3 separate regions of the Xenopus tropicalis genome follow, and regions 1 and 2 are each linked to region 3. Evidence: chromatin contacts called from public Hi-C data. All regions are on one chromosome and are shown on one strand. Each heading gives the region's core, a stretch centred on a gene start, on an enhancer-like site or on the middle of the called end of the contact. The rest is flanking DNA. Distances are from core to core; before and after follow the strand shown.

Region 1 (3,089 bases), core at 97-2,596, 500 kb after region 3:
TCCCTTACGGGGTTAAGTGAATAAGTACTGGTGGTGGTTTGGGCTGTAAACTCAGCTTCTGAGGAAGTGGCATGCTAGCCATGAAACGCGTCAAGCTGTATGGGTGAGGATGCTCTTTTCATGTTTTTAAAGCAATTAAATAGATATATGTTTTTATTGAACTTGCTACCCGGTGCTCCGCTTCAATTTCTATTTTTCAGCACAAATCCATACCTGCCGAAAAATGTTGCTCATTACTAGTCAACAGTAAAAAGCCATATTTGCATGTATCGATAAGCAGGGTCTGTCACATTCTTTGGCAATTCCCATGGGCCTAATTACAGTGTCGCTACACTAGGGGCTTATTTACTAACACTGGGCAAATTTGCCTGTGGCAAGTAACCCATAGTAGCCAATCAGTGATTTGCTATTTTCAGCCGACTGCAAATAGAACAATGAATTCAACAATTTGATTGGTTGCCATGGGTGCATATTTGCCCAGTGTTGATAAAAGACCCCTTAATAACCATAAGGTATATTGTTTAGTTTAGCTCTATGGAGAGTGTCCTGTCTCTTTAAAAAACAATGGGGTTATGTAATAAAAGACACTAAGTTTGCTTATCAGCAGGTAGAATTTACTAATTACCTGTTTAAAATTAAACATTTTATTGGTTGCTATGGGTTACTGCTACTGGGAAAACTTAGTGCCTTTTATTACATATGGGGGAATAAATGCTAGGTCAGCCCTATTTATAAATACTACACATGTTGCTTTTTAAATAGCTAACAAAAAATAGGCAAGCACTATTATTTAAGACTTAATGAATTAAGAAGAGACAGCAGCATTGAACTAATTAAAGGAACTTGACTTGCCTGGGACAAAAGTTAAATAAGGACAGTAGAAAACAAAACATTAGGAAAAAATAATCAGAAATTTTTTAAAAAAACCTTGTTACCTATAAACAGAGACTTTAATGTTTAACCATACCGCCGAAGGAGATTATTGACTCATCCCCATTGTTAGTTCAGCCTTGTTCTTTTGTTTACAAAGCAATTACAAAGTAATTACAGTGTCATCATTAGTTAAACACAAAGACAAGTAACCGATCAGCTTCGCTGCAGTTTATTGTCCTTCTGTAAATACACACCATTTTAGTGGTTTCGAATAAAATATCATACTTCGGCGGTGATTGGATTCTGGGAAAAAAAATCACTTGTTTGACCTTAAAGTTAAACTGCCCCTTTAAAAAGTCACTCAAGACTGACACCTTAATAGAGTAAGCGGCAGAGGTCAAATGGGATCAGACGAGAAGAGAGAGTGGGAGTTACCATACCACTGAATGCAGGCAAAGAGATGAAAGTCTCACTAAGGACACACACTGGCATTTACTAATGTCCCCAGGGGCAAACCTAAGGTTAAATCCCATTAGTCGGACAATACCAAAAAGCATTAAGATTCTCAAGGCAAACTGGCCCATTGCTGCTCCACAAAGGCATTTAACCTGACCTGCAGCCTGCTGCTTAGGAACCTTTATTTATTAGTAAGCCACGGGACAAAAGGCAAGAAATATAGACTACTCTCTAAATAAAGCCATCATGTTTAAGGTCTAAACTCCCTGTATTTCTGAGTGGTGGCTACTTTTCATTCACTTCCCTGAATAGCCATAAGAGTATAGCTTAACAGAAACAAGGGGTGCTCCAAATCCATTGTTTTTGTATTCAGCTGAAGACCTAATCTGCCTCAAAATATCCCACCGAATACAGAAACAAATAGGTACATATTTAAATGTCCTGTTCATAGCTAGAACTTTAATAGTTCTGATTTGGTTTTGTTAAACAATTAAACTGGCAACACGGGTAGGTTTATTATAATTGTGTTATGCATACTGAGTGTTGGGTGATCCTGACATGGGGATATTGGTTGGTTAGTCAATAAGGCAGGTCTATCGATGCAGCACATTGGCCAGCTCATGGTGCTGTATGTCCAAACAAGCAGAACAATAGTACAAGAGTACTGTATCTATCCATCCATCCAGCCTGAGGGAGGATCGGTCCAGTACCATACAGTATCAGCCCCTGTACAGCCAATCTGATTCAGCGCATCCATACCATGTGCTCACATCTAGGACAGATGGACAGATTGCACTAACCTTACTGATGACCTACACACCATGCAAGCTACAAACTGTGCTGCTCCTGGTCCTGCTGCCAGTTAGGAAGATCTGGTAAACTAACTTCCAGGCCCCCCCACCCAGTCCCTTACCCAGGAACACCCTTAGTCAATCAAATCCTCATGTCCTTCTTCCCTTTGCTGCTGTGGGATTATTATTGAGCTCTGTGATATGTATGGCTCTTGTGTATTAGAAGGAAGTATTTCACAGGAAATTTATGGTTCCTATGTATTACAATGTATTTTGCCAAGACATACCGCAAAGAAATCACTGCAACAGCACCAACTAGGAGAGTCATAAATTGGCGCTGCTCTTGCCATTGTTCTACAATCAATATGACAGCACACATTTATTCATGTAATTGTGTACAGGAGGAATGTTCGGGTGTACAATAATGATCTCATACATTACTTTGTTCAAGGGGAAATAAATGAAAAAGAATCCCTTCTTATAACTAGGGTATAGTATGTCTTGACAGTTTCACATAGAATGTTGTTCCCAATGTGCAGACAGGGGCAGAGGGAAAGTGTAGGCTAGAGGCAGCCAGCGACTTGTAGATTTCAGCACCTCCAGAACGTCATTTCTTTTGGCTTTGGTGATATAATGTCTTGGATGTGCCACCATGGGATTTGCCCAAGAGAGGAGCTCATTCTGCCATGTGTTTCAATAGCTTTTTTTTTTTTTCCTTGCTGTCATTCCATTAATGTGTCATCTGGGAAAATGTACCTTATCTTTATGACTGCAATAGCATCCTTAAAAGACAGAATAGCTGAATTACTCAGCGGGTTCCATGTCTGATTTACTGCCTCAGTCTCTCTTAACCACACCTCTGCTTTCCAGGCTAACCACAAGGAAACATGTTTATGACAAAGTTATTTCTCTGATTTAGAACACTGGGGAAGCGGGGGAAGTGGCCTGTACTCGACTCGGTGTTCAGGG
Region 2 (2,993 bases), core at 148-2,647, 450 kb after region 3:
TTATAAGCAAATAATTAAATGTTTACAAATAATTCCCCTTTTCTCTATAATAAAACAGTACCTTGAACTTGATCCCAACTAAGATATAATTCATTCTTATTGGAGGCAAAACAATCCTACTGGGCTTAATTATAGTTTAAATGATTTTTCATTAGGCTTAAGCTATAGAGATCTAAATTACGGAAAGACCCCTTTTTTGTGATGAGCATATCTGTCCCATTTTGCTTCACCTAAAAATTTGAAAAACTTTGAAAAAATTCCCAAATTGGTGAAAAATTTGTGAAATGTGGCAAATGAGCAATTTCTTTTACGTGCGCTGCTTTTTTCGTCACACGGCCAATTTTTGCCCCCATTTCACGAAAAAATCTGCCAATGGCGAAACGTGGAAATTTGTCGCAAACCATGCCAGGTGAAAAATTTTGTTCATCACTACCCCTTTTACAGAAAACCCCAGGTTTCAGGCATTCTGGGTAACAGGTCCTATTGCTTAAATAATAAGACAGTACCTTGTACTTGATCCACTAAGATATAATTCATCCTTATTGTTTAAGTGGTTTTTAAATAGACTTAATGTATGGAGATGCAAATTAAGGAAAGACCCCTTATCCGGAAAACCCCAGGTCCCATACCCATAGTGGCTAAACTTTCCAAATAACCAGCAATATGGCCTGTGGGTCATCTTTGGAGTCACAGGTCTTCAATGCTAAAGTGCTGTGGCTGACATGGGGCTGGTACAGAAGTCCAAACCATAATGTACATTTCTGCCCTACTTCTTTAGTTCTCCTTTAAGCCTTATGAATGGCAGATGATATCCCCAGTCTTAATTAGGGATGCACCAAATCCAGCATTTTTTAATTTGGAGGAATCTGAAACCTCTCCAAAAGCCAAGGCCAAATCCTTATTTGGTATATACACGTTAAAAACAGTTGTAGGGTTGCCACCTGTCTGGTTTTGACCCGGGTTTTCGGAAGGGCTGTCCGGGTCAGATGAGGTGCTGATCTCCACATCATAGTCCCATCTGGTGACATCATGCCCCACCCACTGACAGTGTCTCCGCCTCCCACCTGGATCTATGCCAGAAAGGTGGTAAATGGAATCATCTGTGAACAAAATAGCCCAGACCTTTACATTTACAAGATTTGAAAGGTTTGGATTTGATTCAGTAGAATAACAGACTGAATCCCGGCGCATCACAGTCCTGGACTGCAAGTTTCCATAGAAATTCTCGATATTGCTGCACTTTAGGTAACTGCAAAGAGAAAGGAGCAGAGAAGAGATTGGTGACATGCAGGGGGAGTCAGAGAGACGAAGGAATCCGTCTGGCATGAGCTGGGCAGATAAAAGTGATACACTAGCACAGACTACAGCAGGCACCGCAGGGAGCAGGGAACGGAACTTGCTTGCTTGGAGGCTTCAATGGAGTTTTTGCCGTATGAAAGCAGAGAAGAGACAGTGACAGCAGGGGGCTCATGTTCTCAGCTGACTAAATTAACAGTGCACAGCATGGCATTCGCATCCTGTCCTCCACCGCCTGCGTCAACCGCGTCATTCTTTCTGGTCCCCTCAGAAATATTTTATGTGAGTTTTTGGCAGCTCAGATCTTGGGCCTTTATAGACGTCAAACACAGTTTTGTATATAATACTTCCTACAGCTTAGTGTAATTGCTTCCCATAATTCATCACAGGCCAGTACATTACATCATTACATCCATGCAACTTCAGTTTCTTCAGTACCCTACCATGTTTCTGATCCTAGTAGTTCATGCTATGTCCTGTTTAATGCGTCTTTATACACATTATATAGTTATGCATATCATACCGGTCTCTCAAGTCAGAACTTTTTTGGTGGGTAGCGGGACCTAGGGCCCCATTTTTTTAGAATAGGACTGTCTGACCTATGGCCCTGTATGTATGGGAGGGTGTAGGGTAGAGATCCCCAACCTTTTTTACCAGTGAACAACATTCATATGTAAAAAGACTAGGGGAGCAACACAACCATAAAACATGTTCCTGGGGGTACCAAATAAGGACTGTTTTTGCTATTTGGCAACCCCTATATGGACTGGCAGCCTACAGGAGGCTCTGTTTGGCAGTACACCTGTTTTGTATGCAACCAAAACTTGCCCAAAAGCCAGGAATTCAAAAATAAGCACCTACTTTGAGGCCACTGGGAGCAACATCCAAGGGGTTGGTTAGTAACATGTTGCTGATGAGCCGCTGGTTGGGGATCACTGGTGTAGGGAGTTGTAATTCAAAAAACACTAGAACAACAGCAAGTTGAGCAATAGTTTTATTTTTCTTGTCAATTCTCAAGTTGGGCAACATTTATATAAATTCTTGCCATTTTCTCAGCTCTCTCTTCATTCTTTATGATCTGCTCCATTGGGGATTTTTTTTATACAAGAGGATCTTTGATACATTTTGCCTCCCAGGTGGTGTGCCAAATGAGGCTAGTCCTAATGCGTGCCCACAGGTCAACAATGAGATCACATTAGGGGCCTAAGTACATTTGGTGGGTAAGGACTATGTGCATAGAACAGACCTATCAACATCCGGCAAAGCTCTGCTCAGATACCGGCAGGACTCAGGCACTGGAGCACAGCGGGCAAGTTTGAATTATATGGTACTTTTAAATGTATTAAAATTTAGAAAAGGCACAGATTTTTAACTCAAGTCCCTCTTTACTTTTCTCCCATCTAATACAATCCATTTTATCCATACCTCAGGCAATGAAAGCGGATTAAACAATATTTTGCTATATACTAGACTAATTCATATTCATGGCCCACACTGACCTCCAAAACATGCTGATATTTTTGGACAATTTCAAGCAGAGCCTGAGTTGCTTTAATTCCTACAGAAGGACCTATTTTTTTTATTTTTTTAAAGCGGTAACAGTAAAATGTGCCACAAAACAGGGTCCTAGGGGTCCTTTTCTATCTATTGAAAAGTTAATTTTCAATAGATAGTTAATTAGTGCAGAAATAAAAGAT
Region 3 (3,165 bases), core at 286-2,785:
TTTGGGTGGAATAAAGGAGATCAATGTACAGGGGGAACCTTCTGTCTGTTTGCAATAAAAATACTTTCACTGCAAGGAAACCACACAAACACAATCCCTAGCAAGTCCCGGCACCTGGATGTGAGCTTATAAATCAGAGGCATAAAACAGTCACCCGGGCATCTTTTAATCCCTCTAATGTGACCTCAAAATCAAGGAAGCCTTTAATACGCCTATAAACGTGTCATTATTTACCAGGGAGATTCAGACCTCACCTAGCGGGAATTGCGTTGCTGCAGATTCTAAGGCATACATATGGGAAATCCACCCCCCCCAACAAAACTCCAAAAATATATAGGGTGCACGACCTGTTTTATTGGGGTCACCAAGCTGCAAAAAGACATTAGTATCTGTTGTATAAAGAAGCTGATTACTGCTACCCACTGTTATCTAGTGGAATTCTGGCAAGTTTATAGAGTGGTCGGCTTATTGTTATGGCATCCCATGACTTTCTCTGGCCCACCCATTGGGTATCATATATGGAAAGCCATGCTCTGATTTTCTAGTCACAGTGACCTGGCCAAGGAGTATGGGAACAGGAGGGAGGCCAGGGGAGTTATTACTGCCACATTCACAGGATGTAGAAGTGCAGCCACTATAATTATTGCCATTAACTGCTGTAAGGATTCAGGTTTCCTGGGAAAGGTGAGGAGATACCTGAGAGGGATCCCTGGCTGCCTGATTAGGGTGTGGAATGACAAGGAGCTCAACCAACAAGTTTACACAGGGTTGAAAGGCTCTTCCTCTGTGCAGGGGCCTGGGAGAGAAGGGGCCAGGCAAGAACACGGCTACTGAGGAAATGGCAATAAAGCTAATGGCATGAGTAATATACTGTTAGTATTGTAATGCATGGGACTCCCGGGCAAGTCCGGACTGAGGTTCCTAACAGGCCCTTGCGGTGCATTTCAAGTCCCCAAACAGTGACCCTCTATGGCAGCCTACAGTAGCCCCCCTGGCATTGGCCAGTCACATGTGCCCACACGGTAAAGGAAGAGGAATACGCTAATGTGGCATGTTATTTCATTTTCCCAAACTGCTGCCCTTCAGGTGCTCAGCCATTGTCCGTGCCCAGGGCAGGACATGAGCATCTCCTTGGCTTGTCAGCGATTACGTTAGATGCACTGGGGCAGGCTGCGCTGAATTCCGTCGATGTACGCACTACCTATAGAGATTAGTAATACTAATAAAGAATAGGCAGCAATCCCTCAGAGCCCATAGACTATCGCCGTCCCTAATGATACTATCTCACCCTAGAGAAAAGCGTACGCAACAAGACGCTGAGTGCGCCACAACCTCAAGCCCGGAACATTAGAGTTTCTCACAAGCAAACTGGCACTTCGCTACCTACAACTCCTCAGCGGGCGCTTTTAGGGGGAGGTTCTTCCCGCTCCAATCACGCCCTGATACAACCTAATAAGGCGTGGCCTCGCTGCTAGCCCCCAACTACTGCGCTCTGATTGGCCCATAATATAGAAATGGAGGGAACGCCTAATAGGGGCGGGAGTTGGAGAGAGTTGCTGGAGCTCTGTGCCTCAGTCTGAGCCGGGAGGCTGGAAAGGAAAGGACTTGCTGCACTTGGCTCCTGTCATTCTGGGATCGCTGGGACGCGCTGGGCTCGCTAGGACCTTACAGTGTGTGTCTGTGTGAGTTGGGACTCGGTAAAGCGCCGGAGCCGTGTGACAGGGAATAACATTAAGGAAAAGTCCCGGGCACGGAATGGAGCCGTGAGGAGCTCCCGGGAGTAAGGCGGATAGTACAAAGCTCGTTTCGGAGCCAGGGGATGGGAAGTGCGGATACCTAAGGGAGTTCTCTCCGGGCCCGGATCGGATTTTACAGCTGAGGGGAAGTTTCGGATCCACGTTGAGCCACCTGTGCGGATGGAGGGGCTCCGGCAGCTTCTCGGGCTTCTGCTCGTTCTCTACCGGCTCTGCTCGGCGCTGGGAAAGAACTTGGAGCCGGTGACATGGCACTCCCAGAACCCGCGGTAAGGGGCGCCTCTAACCTGCCCTGGGTCTCCAGGGCTCTGCGATCAACTCACTTAGGTTGGCTGAGGATGCTGGGAGTTGTATTTCCACATGAGTTTTCTCTTTATGCCCCCTCCCTGGTGGAGGGCCCTTCAGCTGTCTGTACGCTGCAGCACCCCTAACACCCAAAGGCTTGCCAGGGGATGCTGGGAGTTGTAGTAAAGCAACAACAGGAGTCTGGTTGGTCATATCTGCTGTAAATTCCCTGTAAGCCTTGTTCACACTACAGCTATTATTCAGAATATTGTGCCTGTCTGATTCCAGTGGCATGGAAATCGCATCCGACTGATCCTCCTGCCATGCACCCTGTGCCTAGGGCTGATCTTGGATTTTGTTTGAGATGTATGGAAAGTCTGGCTGGTTAGTCGCAGCTGCCTGCAGCTTTATTGCGATTTCCGTGCAACTCAGAAGGACAGTGCAACTGCCCCAATGTTCCCTTAGCGCTCACAAGTTCTCTGTGTTCTTCAACTCTTGTCACCTGCATAGGGGGAACCAGCAGCGTAACTGGGACTTACTGGGCCCCAAAGCAAAAAAAATCAATTTTTAGGGTCTCTTTAAACTTTGGATAGAAGGCATTGTTCACTGCTTATTGGTGTTTCACTGTGGCCCCTTGTTCCCCCCACTGGTGGCTGGGACTGATTCCTTTCTAGTTAAGCCCCACTGTGAACTGACCAGTGAAACAGTCATAGAAGTAAATGGGATCTAGCGAGTCAATCTGTAGTGGGGATAAGGCCTTGTGGAAATACAGCTTCCATCGTTCTCAAGGGGCTATGGCTGAATCTGTCTAACCTTCACTATAAGGGGCTGCTGGGAGTTGCAGCGAAACAGCCTCTTAGGGGGACGGCTGGCTGCACAGTCTGCTCTCTTCAGCCTGTGTGTATAGGCCCTTCTTATTACTAGTTATTATCTTCCATTACATCTCTTATCTTGCCCGTTCCTCCTTGAGAAACCATACAATGCCCCTTGCTTTTGCAAACCCTTCTATACCCTTGGCAGTCCATTACCAAGCCCAGTGTGCGCTTTCAGAACTCTCATGTATCTCAGAGGATGCAGATGCTGGCACTTTCGCAGAAAGAACAAGTAATACAACCTTTCATCCTTT

What was found. Hi-C and Micro-C count contacts between places; a contact is called where the count stands out from the background.
Region 1: a contact with region 3 is called in a Hi-C map of neurula embryo, with 2.9 times the contacts expected there. The contact joins the enhancer-like site here to the promoter of efnb1 in region 3. A contact is called at or near these places in 2 of 5 Hi-C or Micro-C datasets (gastrula embryo and neurula embryo).
Region 2: a Hi-C map of neurula embryo shows a contact between it and region 3, with 3 times the contacts expected there. The contact joins the enhancer-like site here to the promoter of efnb1 in region 3. A contact is called at or near these places in 2 of 5 Hi-C or Micro-C datasets (brain and neurula embryo).

Annotation. Positions count from the first base shown.
Region 1 is chr8:42,880,073-42,883,161 of UCB_Xtro_10.0, reverse strand. No RefSeq gene overlaps it. Among named protein-coding and RNA genes, the nearest start is that of efnb1, 500 kb to the left of the region's middle. Within about 2 kb of position 1,346, at least 3 of the 11 cell types and tissues checked have an H3K27ac peak or open chromatin away from gene starts, as enhancers often do. A contact at or near this core is called in neurula embryo, where this site is marked.
Region 2 is chr8:42,930,590-42,933,582 of UCB_Xtro_10.0, reverse strand. No RefSeq gene overlaps it. Among named protein-coding and RNA genes, the nearest start is that of efnb1, 450 kb to the left of the region's middle. Within about 2 kb of position 1,397, at least 2 of the 11 cell types and tissues checked have an H3K27ac peak or open chromatin away from gene starts, as enhancers often do. A contact at or near this core is called in neurula embryo, where this site is marked.
Region 3 is chr8:43,379,830-43,382,994 of UCB_Xtro_10.0, reverse strand. It overlaps efnb1 (ephrin-B1), which reads left to right and starts at 1,535. Exons shown (of 5, transcript XM_002934895.5): 1 at 1,535-2,023. The coding sequence starts at 1,917.